3 separate regions of the Zea mays genome follow, and regions 1 and 2 are each linked to region 3. A link is a contact called in public Hi-C data. All regions are on one chromosome and are shown on one strand. Each heading gives the region's core, a stretch centred on a gene start, on an enhancer-like site or on the middle of the called end of the contact. The rest is flanking DNA. Distances are from core to core; before and after follow the strand shown. Region 1 holds the start of LOC541667 (ribosomal protein L17). Region 2 holds the start of LOC103653200 (ubiquitin carboxyl-terminal hydrolase 1). Region 3 holds the start of LOC103653202.

What was found. A called contact is a pair of places that touch in the nucleus more often than the background predicts.
Region 1: a Hi-C map of tassel shows a contact between it and region 3, with 4 times the contacts expected there. The contact joins the promoter of LOC541667 here to the promoter of LOC103653202 in region 3. A contact is called at or near these places in 2 of 25 Hi-C or Micro-C datasets (ear and tassel).
Region 2: a Hi-C map of leaf shows a contact between it and region 3, with 2.4 times the contacts expected there. The contact joins the promoter of LOC103653200 here to the promoter of LOC103653202 in region 3. A contact is called at or near these places in 8 of 25 Hi-C or Micro-C datasets (ear, endosperm, leaf and 4 more).

The regions. Positions count from the first base shown.
Region 1 is chr4:46,200,020-46,204,232 of Zm-B73-REFERENCE-NAM-5.0, reverse strand. It overlaps LOC541667 (ribosomal protein L17), which reads left to right and starts at 2,762. Exons shown (of 7, transcript NM_001111420.1): 1 at 2,762-2,804; 2 at 2,883-2,919; 3 at 3,026-3,066; 4 at 3,991-4,213. The coding sequence starts at 2,802.
Region 2 is chr4:45,787,358-45,791,928 of Zm-B73-REFERENCE-NAM-5.0, reverse strand. LOC103653200 (ubiquitin carboxyl-terminal hydrolase 1) reads left to right here and starts at 2,902. Exons shown (of 6, transcript XM_023302344.2): 1 at 2,902-3,221; 2 at 3,315-4,571. The coding sequence starts at 3,324.
Region 3 is chr4:45,964,760-45,968,871 of Zm-B73-REFERENCE-NAM-5.0, reverse strand. It overlaps LOC103653202, which reads left to right and starts at 2,818. Exons shown (of 3, transcript XR_565320.4): 1 at 2,818-3,374.

The sequences.
Region 1 (4,213 bases), core at 1,513-4,012, 240 kb before region 3:
GCGCACTCGTTTGACATTCTTAGTGATTTGAGCTCCGTTCTAGTGAGAACTTTGTGATATTCATTTGAGCTCAAGTCATGGCCGTGTGTGTGTGCGTATTGCTATGGACTTGTGTGTGTTGCTCATCCCATCCTTACTTCCGTGTTCATTTGTGATCATCTTTTGTAAGGACGAGAGACTCCAAGTTGTGGAGATTCCTCGCAAACAGGATATAGTGAAAGGAAGAGAAACACTGTGGTATTCAAGTGGGTCTTTGGACCACTTGAAAGGGGTTGAGTGCAACCCTCGTCCGTTGGGACGCCACAACGTGGAGTAGGCAAGTGTTGGACTTGGCCAAACCACGGGATAAACCGCTGTGCCTCTCTGTGTTGATCTTTTTGTGGTTGTTGTGTTTCGCAAGAACTCCTCTCTAGCCACTTAGCTTTATTGCTCTAATACTTAATCAAGTTTGTGGCTTTAAGTTTTAAGATTTTACAGGATCACCTATTCACCCCCCTCTAGGTGCTCTCACTTATCTCCGGGATTGTTTTCACCGTTGTAGTACTTCTACCTATAATGCGACCTAACTTACCATTTGTCTCTGCAAAACACACGTTAGTCACATATAACATTACATTATCATTAATCACTAAAACCAACCAGGGGCCTAGATGCTTTCACCTATAAATAATTTTGGTGGTTTAATGCCCAACACAAATAATTGGACTAACTAGTTTGCTCTAGATTATATATTCTATAGGTGCATAAAGGTTCAACACAAACCAATAAAAGATCAAAGTTAGGGTTCAAAAGAAAGGAGCAAAAGAAACCGAAGTGTGCCCTGGTCTGGCGCACCGGACTATCCGGTATGCCACCGGACAGTATCCGGTGCACCAGGACCGTACAACTCCGAACTTTTCACCTTCGGGTTTTTCCAGCGCCGCTCCGCTATAATTCACCGGACTATCCGGTGTGACAGCGGAGCAACGGCTCTTCGACGCAACGGTCGACTGCACAGTGCACCAATAAACGCTACAGTGCGCGGACAGTTCGCGCAGAAGTCAGAGCAGCCGCCAGAGGCGCACCGGACAGTAAACAGTACCTGTCCGGTGCCACTAGAAGTCAGTGCTCCAACGGTCGACTGTGTTAGAATCCTAACGGTTGGGTGACGTGGCTGGCGCACCGGACTGTCCGGTACGCCCATCGACAGCAGCCCGCCCCAACAGTTGTTTTGGTGGGTGAGGGCTATAAATACCCCTCAACCACCTCCACTCCAACCATCTAAGCATTCAACACTCTCCATTCAATACAAGAGCAAAGTGCAACACTCCAAGACACAAATCAAAGCCTCCGATCCGATCAAAGTCCCCAATCCAATTCTAGCGCATTAGGACTTGTGAGAGGATCACTCGTGTTTCTTTGTTGCTCTTATTTGCTTGGCTTGGCTTTCTTTTCTTTCTCACTTCTTACTCAAGTGCTTTGTAAGTGAGGCAAGAGACACCAATTGTGTGGTGATTCTTGCGGGGTCTAAGTGACCTGTGAGATTAAGGAAGAAGCCTCACTCGGTCTAAGTGACCGTTTGAGAGAGGGAAAGGGTTGAAAGAGACCCGGTCTTTGTGACTACCTCAACGGGGACTAGGTTCATTGGAACCGAACCTCGGTAAAACAAATCACCGTGTCATCCACTTTATTTTCTTGGTTGATTTGTTTTCCCCTCTCTCCCGGACTCGGATTTTATTCTAACGCTAACCCCGGCTTGTAGTATGTTTAAAGTTGTAAATTTCAGTTTCCGCCTATCCACCCCCTCTAGGCGATTTTCAAGATGGAAATAAATCGTGATCGGTTTTGTTTAAGCGGTATGCTTAAGTGGTTCGCTCAAGAGGTTGAGCTTCATGTTGATGGTATTTGTTCAAATGGTTTAAGTGCATGCCGGTTATGAATTATGCTTAATTGGGTTTGGTATATACTTATACCTAGTAATCAGGTGTTGATAATAAAATGTTGACCAACTAAAATGCCAATCGCATTAAACTTTAGCCTTACCGTGTTACCTTGCATTTTCCCCTACTTGCTGAGCCCCGACCATAAGTGATCTCACCCTTGCTTAATTTTGATCATAAATTTGAAGATGAAGTTATGATACTGAACTCCATGGATGCTAGTCTAGTGATACCCCCGGTCATCTTCCTGTGGAAGGATGTCCATGTTTCGCTGTACTTTGATGAATAAAGGTTAAGACATTATGTCTGTTCGAAGTGTACTATGTTAATATAATCTTTATTTACGCTTTTATGCATTGTTCTTTTGATATATTACCCTTGTGATGTCGACATATGTGTGGAAATAGATCCTAACACACATATGTTATGCATGTGGTTTTGCCCCCTAAAACCTGATGTGATAGAATTTCATAGGTATTAATTTATTTTTCATAGAAAATATAGGAACAGGAAAAAATTAGGTTCCAGAGGAGGTATAAGATCCCTTTTGCAACATAGGAATTTTACAGAAACCATACATATTCCCCAGAAATTAAATCATTTAAAAAACAGGAAAAGTTGCTGCGTTGCAAAGAGCCCTGAGTTGTGGACACTGGGCAGGGTGTTTTGCGCCGGATCATACATGGCCTTCTGAGCCACAAGGGCCGTGCACACTTCAGCCCATTAGATCAGCAAGCCCATCCGGGCCCCTCTAGAGCGCATTAGCACTAGGGTTTCCCATCTCTTAAGGCTGCCACCGCCAGCGCCGCCCCCTCGGTGCATCCTCAGTGCGTACTGTCTGTGCGAAGGCGACCATTCCTTCTTCGCTCCTTCGCCGCCGCTATGGTCAGCCCACCCCCTCCGCCAACATGGCGCCATGCTTCGATGCGTTTTTCTAACTGACATCTCGTTGTTGCGTCGCAGGTTAAGTACTCGCAGGAGCCGGGCAACCCTACCAAATGTAAGATCTCGCCTATCTTTGTTCCTGTAGTGCGTTGGTCTTGCGTTTGAGGTCCTTCCATCTATCTGTAGTGCTTATTTTGGGTTGTTTGGCGTTGTCTGTGCAGCGGCCAAGGCCATGGGAAGGGACCTGAGGGTCCACTTCAAGGTGCGTTGCGTTTCTTCATGCTGATTTGATAGGTTCTTCAACATGCTGGTTTGAGGTGCAAAGTAGTGTGTCAACATAAGTGTGATGTCATGCATGGATGGATTAGATTGTCGAAACCTAAAGAGTAAAAGGTTCTGCTATGTTATTCATATGAGCAGTTCCCGCGTTACTTTAGTGACATAAACACATTGTTGATTATTACCTATGGACCATTGTGTTGTTTTCCATGACTAATGGTTTGTAGACAATGTGACATCTTTAGACATTTATTTTTTGTTTCTGGAGACGTGCCTGAATGATGCTGGTGTTTCATTAAACTTGTACATGCTATGCCTTCAAATACTTTTTGTGTGTGTGATGACTTCAAATACTGAGTTGACATGCTAGTTACACCTCAAACAAAATCGTTGATTCAAAGTGAAATTTTGATTCCAAATTAAGTTTCGGGGAACCCAGGATTACTGATTTTATTGTGAGCTATCTCATGAGACATAATAAGTCTCATGTCCATGGGGACTGATAAATTGACAGTTTTTTTTCTTGTTCTTTTAAAACATTGCCCTGAGTCTCTTTAAGTTGATTTTAAAGCATTGCTCTGTCAGTGTCCTCTACTTGATCTTGTAACTTTGTTAGTCACAAGTCGCACAGGTATACCATGCAGTGGTCATTAGAAAGTACAGAATATTCTAGGTGAATTCTCTCTAATTATAGTTAGAAGCTTTGGCACATAGGGCTTTCCTATGAACCTGCAACTGGGTTTTTGCGATCTGTATAAGCTTGAAATCCTTTTTGTGCTTTCCCACATTCAACTTAGGCATACTGTGATACTCAGTTCAGTGATTAGTTGATATCAGATTTCAGATGGCGACTCTGAGATTGATTATCTTTCTGTTATCTCTTATTAAACTCGTAAAATTACTGCAGAACACAAGGGAGACAGCTTTTGCGCTTCGCAAGCTGCCTTTGACCAAGGCTAAGCGATACCTTGAGGATGTTATTGCTCACAAGCAGGCAATTCCCTTCCGGAGATACTGTGGAGGTGTTGGTCGCACCGCACAAGCAAAGTCTCGCCACTCCAATGGGCAGGGTCGCTGGCCTGTTAAGTCAGCCAGGTTCATATTGGATTTGCTGAAGAATGCTGAGAGTA
Region 2 (4,571 bases), core at 1,653-4,152, 180 kb after region 3:
GAGGAATCGATTACTCACGATATCCCCCAGGTTTCAGATATCGAAAATGTAATTTTGACGGCGCCCTTCATTGTTGATGAGGTCCGTGAGGCTATTTTTCACATGGAACATAATAAAGCTCCTGGACCAGACGGTTTTTCGGCTGAGTTTTACCAGGTGTTTTGGGAATTAATAAAAGATGATTTACTAGCCTTGTTCATGGAATTTCACAATGGCACTCTCCCTGTCTATAGTCTTAATTTTGGGATCATTACTCTTTTACCTAAGAAATGTAATGCCGTAAAAATACAAGATTATCGGCCCATTTGCTTGCTTAATGTTAGTTTTAAGATAATTACTAAAGTCCTGACGAACAAAATTGGAGTGGTTGCAGACAAGATTATTAATCCCTCGCAAACTGCTTTTATGCCTGGTCGTAATATTCTTGAAGGCGTAATTGTGCTTCACGAGACTATTCATGAACTTCATAGGAAAAAATGAATGGAGTGATTCTAAAGTTGGATTTCGAAAAAGCTTATGATAAGGTAAAATGGCCCTTCCTCCAACAAGCTATGCGAATGAAAGGTTTCTCGCAGAAATGGTGTGATTGGGTTCAGTCAATTGTCTCTGGAGGACATGTGGGGGTTAAAGTTAATGATGAAATTGGCCCTTTCTTTTCTACTCATAAGGGTCTTCGTCAAGGTGATCCTCTCTCTCCGATTCTCTTTAATATAGTTGCGGACATGTTGCCAATTCTATTTTTAAGAGCAAAGGAAAATAACCAATTCACGGGTGTGGTTCCTCATCTAGTGGATGGTGGCCTTTCTATCCTCTAGTATGCGGATGATACCGTTGTTTTTCTGGATCATAACTTGGATCAAGCACGAAATGTGAAACTTCTCCTGACCGCTTTTGAGCAGATGTCAAGTTTGAAAATCAACTTTCACAAAAGTGAGCTTTTTTGCTACGGGTTAGCTAAGGATCATGAAATGGATTATTCTTGTCTTTTTGGTTGTGGGATCGGTTCATTTCCTCTCAAATACCTTGGAATTCCTATGACCCATCGCAGGTTACGAAATAGTGAGTGGCAATGTGTTATTGATAGATTCGAAAAACGATTAGCTATGTGGAAAGGTAAATTACTTTCTTCTGGAGGTCGTCCAGTGCTCATTAATTCAGTCTTAAGCAGCCTCCCTATTTTCATGATGTCCTTTTTTGAGGTGCCTATCGGGGTGTTAAAAAAAACTAGATGCCATCCGCTCTCGGTTCTATTGGCAAAATGGCCAATTTAAAAAGAAATACAGACTTGCAAAATGGAATATTATTTGTCAACCTAAGGAGGTTGGTGGCTTGGGGGTAGCTAATCTAGCCACTAAGAACATTTGTTTACTCAGCAAGTGGCTCTTTAAGTTATTGAATCAAGACGGTACATGGCAACAACTTCTAAAAAATAAATATTTAGGATCCAAATCACTTACTCAAGCCGTGAGAAAATCAGGAGACTCTCATTTTTGGGCTGGTCTCATGAATATTAAGGAAGAATTCTTGGGGTGGGGGAGGTTTCGAGTAGGTGACGGTCACGCAACTAGGTTCTGGGATGATAGATGGATTCTGGATAGACCGCTTAAGGTCATTTATCCAAACCTTTTTAATATCGTGCGGAAAAGAAAGGCTTTAGTCAAAGATGTTATGAATGGAAATTTACCCAACCTTTCTTTTCGCAGAGCTATTGTAGGGGTGAAGCGGGTCGAGTGGCATAATTTATCAACTTTACTCGCATCTATTCCTTTGGGTCATTCGAAGGACAAATTCTTATGAGGACCTCACCGAAATGGAGTTTTCTCAGTCCAGTCAATGTACCGCCTTCTAATGAATACTCCCACTTTAACCCATAATATGTTGCTTTGGAAACTAAAAATCCCCCTCAAAATTAAAATTTTCTTGTGGTACTTAGGGAGAGGAGTTATTCTCACTAAAGAAAATTTAGCTAAACGTGGGTGGACAGGAAGTATGAAATGCTGCTTTTGTAATCAGAATGAGACTATTCAACATATTTTTTTTGATTGTTACCTTATCAGGAACATTTGGAGAATTATTTACTTTGCTTTCAACATAGAGAGACCCATCAATATTAATCATATAATTGAGAATTGGGCTACTAACAAGGGAATAGCTCATCGGAAAAAACTTTTAATTGGAGTGGCAGCAATGTTTTGGTCTATTTGGTTGTGCCGTAATGATGCGGCCTTTAATTTTAAACCAATACCATCAATTTTGCAGGTTCTTTTCAGGGGATGTATTGGCTCAGACTCTGGAGATTATTGCAGAAACAAGAAGCTCACCAAGAGATTCTTGTGGTATGTCAAGCCTTAGAGATGGTGGCAATGGAGATCCTTGCAAAACATGGTTGGAGTTCTAATGCCAGATTAAAGGACGCTTGATTCGAGAACAAGTTCTTGTTAAGGATGTTATTTTTTTAATGATGCATGTTTTATTAATTTTCAATCTGTAATGTCGTATGTAGGAAACTACAAAAGGCTGGAACATACCACACTCAAGGTAAAGGACACAGCTAATCTAGTACAATGATGATGCCAAGCATGATGTATATACACTAGCACAGGCCTGCTATTTATATCTTTTTTGCAAGATCAACACCGACTTGAGGACCTCCATCCACTTCCTGCTCCCTCGAACATGGAGAATCTTCGTAAGTTTTATCCTTGATATAATCTTGAGGAAGAGATAGTTGAGGGATGTCCAAAGGTTGGCACTTGGGAGGTTCTCATCTCATTTGCACAGCAAAGCCATTTAGCCCATGAGTAGCCGATGGGCTACTGCACGTTCTAGTTTGACAAAATGGGCCCCAGTATCAGCCCAATCGCAAATCTCCACTCCGCGTTCGCCACGCGAAATCCCTCTCCAAAACCCTTCCGGTTCCGGGCGTCGCCGCGGTCCCTCAGTTCCGGCGCCATTTTCGCCGGCAGTTTGTTTTATTTCCCTTCTCCTGTTTCTTTTCTATTCTGTCGGAGTCGGACTTGTGTCCATCTTGCTTTTGCTTCTCCCTCCCCCATGATCCAATCCCTAACCCGCAGTCTACTTGATCGTGGCTAGAATGATCGCGATCGAGTTTCTTCGGAGCTTCTTCGGTGCCACTGCCACGGCCCCGATCCAATCCCTAACCCGCAGGCCCCGATCCAATCCCTAACCCGCAGCTGGCTATTTGCTTTTGCTTTCGTAGGGTTTGTTGTTTGCTTGGTGGTTTCGGGTCCAATAATTGGGATTCATCATTCATGCGACTCTCTTATTTCTTGTGATCCCTTGTTTCCTTCCAGGCGTACGTGATGGCTGACACGAGGGCGAGGCCGTGGGAGGCGGACGAGAGCTCGCGGTCGCGGGACTCCAAAGTTCCGCGGCTGGACTTGCTGGCCGCATCGGCGGCGGAGGAGGAGGAGAAAGTGAAGCATCTGCTAGGCCAGGAGGAATGTACCGAGATGACCGGCCACGATCCATGCTGCGATCACGTCCCCACGGACAGTTATCACAATGATATTCTGATCTCGTCGTTGCTATCCGACGACGCGGGGAATTGCCAGGACTGCCGGGGCCGGCGGCGCGAGGAGGCCGATGGGCCCGGCGGCCGGCCCATGTATCGCCGGATCATGGTGTGCCTGGAATGCGGCCGGCATTCCTGCGGGGATTCGACGAGCTATATCCCGTACGGACACGCTCAGGACCACGCCAACCAGGAAAAGCATTGGGTTGCCGCGATGTTCGACGATCCACAGGCTGGATTCTGCTTCAAGTGCGAACACGAAGTGCCTGTGTATCCAGAGCCAGACGAGATGGAGATGATAACGGGCGAGATTCAGGCCGGCGGCGGCGGCGGCGGCGGTGGTCATGCGTTTGGATTCGACATGTCCCGCGATCTCGCCACCGTGTTGCTCAATCTCGGGGACGCATGGTGTGCAGCCGCCGATCTCGGGTCCGTGAATGCGCAAGGCTATGCTATCAGAGGGATGCCAAACCGCGGGAACACATGCTACATGAACGCGATGGTGCAGTGCCTCCTCGCGCTCGACAAGCTGCGGGCAAGGATGCTAGGGCCGGATACTCCGCCGGGCCACCTTGGAATGGCACTGAAGGAGCTTTTCGTGGAGGCGAGCGCTGCTGGTTCTGCGGGAGGCATGCTGAACCCAGATAAACTCTTGAGAAGTGTACGATTACATGCTGGCAAGTACGAACCTTACACGATGCACGACAGCTATGAACTGCTCGAGTCCTTGCGCAGCGCATTGCATGACGAGGAAGAGGGAATTCAAGCTCCTTACAGGGAAAGAGGTGCCCCGACAGTCATTGATGCGGTCTTCAAGGGCGAACTGTGTGATACAAGGTCCTGCAAAGATTGTCAGTCTGCTTCGGCTTTCCATGGAGAATTCTGGGAGCTTTCATTATCGCTGCCATCAAAAGAGGATCTATGTGAAAATTTTGCATCATCATCACAACGAGCAAGCAAGAATCTCAACCCTCAACCGGAGAAGGCTGCTCCTCAGTTACTTTCAGCAAATGAGAGTAACTTGTGGAAGATCGAT
Region 3 (4,112 bases), core at 1,569-4,068:
CTTTATCCTTGATTTGTACTTTGTCCACCATTTTTCACTTAGGCACTTGTGTTGGACACTAAATCACCAAAATACTTAGAAATGGCCCAAAGACACATTTCCCTTTCAGGCATATGTTGGAGACAAAAAAGAGCAGCGCGGACAGTCCGGCCCTGAGGCCGGACGGTCCGCGGTCCGGACAGTCCGCGGTGATGGCGCGGACGGTCCGCGCGTGCGCAGAGTCAGTTAGGGTTCCTAGTTTCTCGCGGGATTTGTTACCTAAAACCGCGGGATTAACTCGGAAATCAGTTGGAAGCGGATCGAGACCTCCCCTTTATATAGATGAAGGGCTACGGCCGATTGAACCCCTCAACAATCGAACCAATACCACTTCTATTTCGCATTTATTTCCAGCACAATTAGAAGTAGTTCTAGTCTAGTTCTAGTTTAGCCTCTCGATCCCCAAATTCTTCGCCTCTCTTCGACTCTACGCCGATTAGAGGAGTCTAGGTCGGCCGGCCCGAGCCTAGACACCACCTAGGATCTCTCCTCCCCGACGGGGTCCCTCCCGGGAGCGAGATCCAGGCGCCGCCGGCGACCTTCGCCGCCCCCTGCGCACGCGCGGACCGTCCGGCCCCAGGGCGCGGACCGTCCGGCCGTCAGGCAGGGAACCTTTGCCCCTGCTCCAGGTCGCGGACCGTCCGCGCCTAACCAGGGAGCACCGCCGCCGGTTCTTGTTGAGTGATTGGCGCTCCGAAAAGGCGTCAACACTACCACAAGGCAAATTGGAATTCAAAGAACAACTTCATTTTTTTGTGAAATTTTGTCTTAGAGAAATGAGGGCAGGGGATAGCAAATTAGCAACAATGGTACTTTGACCAATAGAGCATACAAAAACATAGCAGAAAAGTATTTTATAAGCACAAATTTGCACCACTCCAAAAAAACAACTTAGAAACAGATGGGGTCAGTTCAAGGGATTGTATCAGTTTTGGTCATGCTGAATAAGCAGACCGGACTTGGATGCGCTAACGACACAGTTGTGGCACCAGATTCTTTTTGGAAAGAGCACACAAAGGTAGTCTCTGCAGATAAGGTTACATTAAAATATTTTTTCTGTTGCTTTGTAATTGTAAGTATCATTAAATTCTTGTGTATTGCGTGTAGTGTAAATCAAAGTGGAGGAAGCTTAGCAACTTCTACTCGGAGTCAGCCTCATCTCAGCATAGTAGTTTAAACAATCGGTTGAGAGATGACAATCAAGACATGATGCTTTTCATGATAGTATTGCAAACAATTTGATTGCTAGGCGACCATGAACAATGTAAGTTTTCATGATAGTATTGCAAACAATTTGATTGCTAGGCGACCATGAACAATGTAAACATTATATTTGCACGTTGTGCTTTGCTTAAGATGATGCATGTATATGCATGTTTGTTGATGATAAAACAATTTGAACATTCTGTTGTATGCAAAAATTTGTATGCTTCCGATTTTAATATAGACTTTATACATGGATTTGTCATAGACAACGTTGTAGTAGACTGCTATATGGTGACGTGGAAAAAATCAATTAGATGATGACAAGCGGATGTAACGGTTGGTCATACTCATACCGATGAGTGAACCTATTAGTCCAAAGCCTCCAAACATACCATGGCTAATTGTTTGCCATGCAGGGGTAGAATAGACTAAAGGACAAGCTACACAAGAAGATTTAAGAGTAGAGTCTTACTTGCATAAGTTAATAAGTCGACAAAATAAGCCTTGGTTACTGTAAAGGATATATGCCAAATATATCCACATATAACTCCATGAAGACGACCATGATATGTGGGTCCATGAGCTCGGACAAGTGCACTAGGACTCAGCCCACATAGTCAGAGGAAGATTTCACCAGCAAGAAAGTTATAGAAAGATAAAGATGGCAAAGATCCTAAAGAATTAGGAGATAAGATCGATATCCATATAGACGTGGCAAAGTCCTAGCGGACGAGGAAGAAACGTGTAAAAGGATAAGATACATATTATACACGGTTCGGGACTAACTCGGTCACGACTCGTGTTATGTTACCAACTTAATATTGATCTTGTATCCGATCCAAATGCATACCTCGTAAACATTTCCCCTCCTTAGACTATAAAAGGAGGATCAGAAAGCCTAAAATGATAGATCGTTTCATAGACACCGTCAGCGCATTGCGAGCCATAATCTGTGTAAGTCTTCTATACATTTACCTTCAGTTATTGGTCAAATCATTACCAAATAATCCTTGACAAGAAAAACTACGATGATAAACATACATAGTTTTCTACTAGTCTTCTATGGAGCAATTAGAGCTTTTTAGTTAAATAATAAATCTAAAAATAATGCAGTTAAGATAGAGCCCATCATTATCAAATTATAAGATATTTTAGGACTAAACGTTTAGTTCGTGTCAGATCAAACGTATGAATATCAATTAGAATTATGAAATATAGACTTAATTAAATTTAATAAATTTGTCTCGTCTTTTAGTCTTCATCTATAAAATTAATTTTATAATTAGACTATATTTAATATCCGTAATTATTATTTAAACATCGGCCCTGTTTGGGATAGATCTAGTTTCAAAAAATTCGGTGAAGTTAGTGGAGCAGATCATTAGGTGCTCCAAAAAATCGTATAGCTAGAACGGTAAGTCTTTAGAAGACATTTAGATAAGTTATTTCGTTTATTATTTAGATTAAAAATATTTTTAAAATTATTTAAATTAATATTATAAATTATAGCATCATACTAGAGCTGTAATCTAGAGCCATTCCAAACACCTCTGGATATCGCAGAGATTAAACTTTAGCAAGGTCACACGGTGGAGTATCGCATTTCAGTCCTCAAAATAGAAACCAGGGGTCAATCAAGGTGGCAGCAATAATCACACAGGACATTGACAAATGACATGAGCACAAGCACACTGTGTCACGTTCGGTGTGTGAGGCCACGACTCCCGTCCCCTTCGAGATTCCGCACGAAACGAGTCCACTTCGTATCGCCGCCCGGTGGTCCGCCGCCGCTCGCCGGAGTAGCAGCAGCAGCCGTAGCAAGGAGTAGGCAAGAGACACCGGATGGGGATCCTGGGCAAAGGCTCGGGGTGGTGCTTCTGCTCCCGCGGGGCCAAGCTGGAGCGGATCAAGTCCAGCCTCCTCGCCGCAAAGGGCGCCGCCATAGCTGCCGTATCCTTCCCCAGTGGCGGCGGCGGAGGAGGAGCTGGAGGCAAAGGCGGGAGCGGGTTCCTCATCCACCGCAGCCTCCTGCTCACCACGCACGGCACCATCCCTTCGGCCGCCGCGGCGGGCGCCGCCGAGGTTCGGCTCAGCCACGGCCGCCTCCTAGCTCGCCTGGTGCCGCAAAGGTATTAGAACCCAGCGCATTTCTTGGTATCCCCTGTTTAGCTTCCGACTGTGTTTGTTTGAAATTGCAACTTGGTGTCTGGCGATTCGATTTTTGGAGGATGAGCTCATCGCCTCGGGGAATCTCTAGATAGTACGGTGCGGCATGAAAATAATGTATTTTGGGTTGGAATGTGCGTTTCGGAAATTTATTTGTGCTGCACTCTCTTGGACCTTGAGTCCTTGGCCTTGGTTTTAAAGGATCTATTTTTACAGCGAATTGAAAGCTGGTAGTCGTAATTCCCTGGTGCAACACTGCTGTAAATAATTAGTTTTTTGGGGTGAATTTTCCGCCAATGCCATGCCCTCCTTTCTGCATTTGAGAAAAGAGGTTTTGTTTGTGTGGAAGCTTGAGATTTGGGGCCATTTCGCTGGGGTTGACTTCCATAAGACCATATGACCCAGAAGATTATTTGTGGCTTGTGGTCATGGACTTAGATAATCTTCATGTCGTTGTTCCGCTTAGTCATTGCGGCAACAGTACATGCGAGTATTGATTCTAAAAAAACAGTACATGCCGGTGGGGATAGGATTTCCATTTTGTTTGGTTGGTGAGGAACAGATAGCGCGAATATAAATGCATTCTGGCATTCTGCTGCCTTGTTGATGGGATCTTGTGAGATTGGAGATCTATCAGTAGCAGATATATAGACCAATGTAACAAGAAGAGATGTATGCTCACTATCGCATGCTCTCAGCTT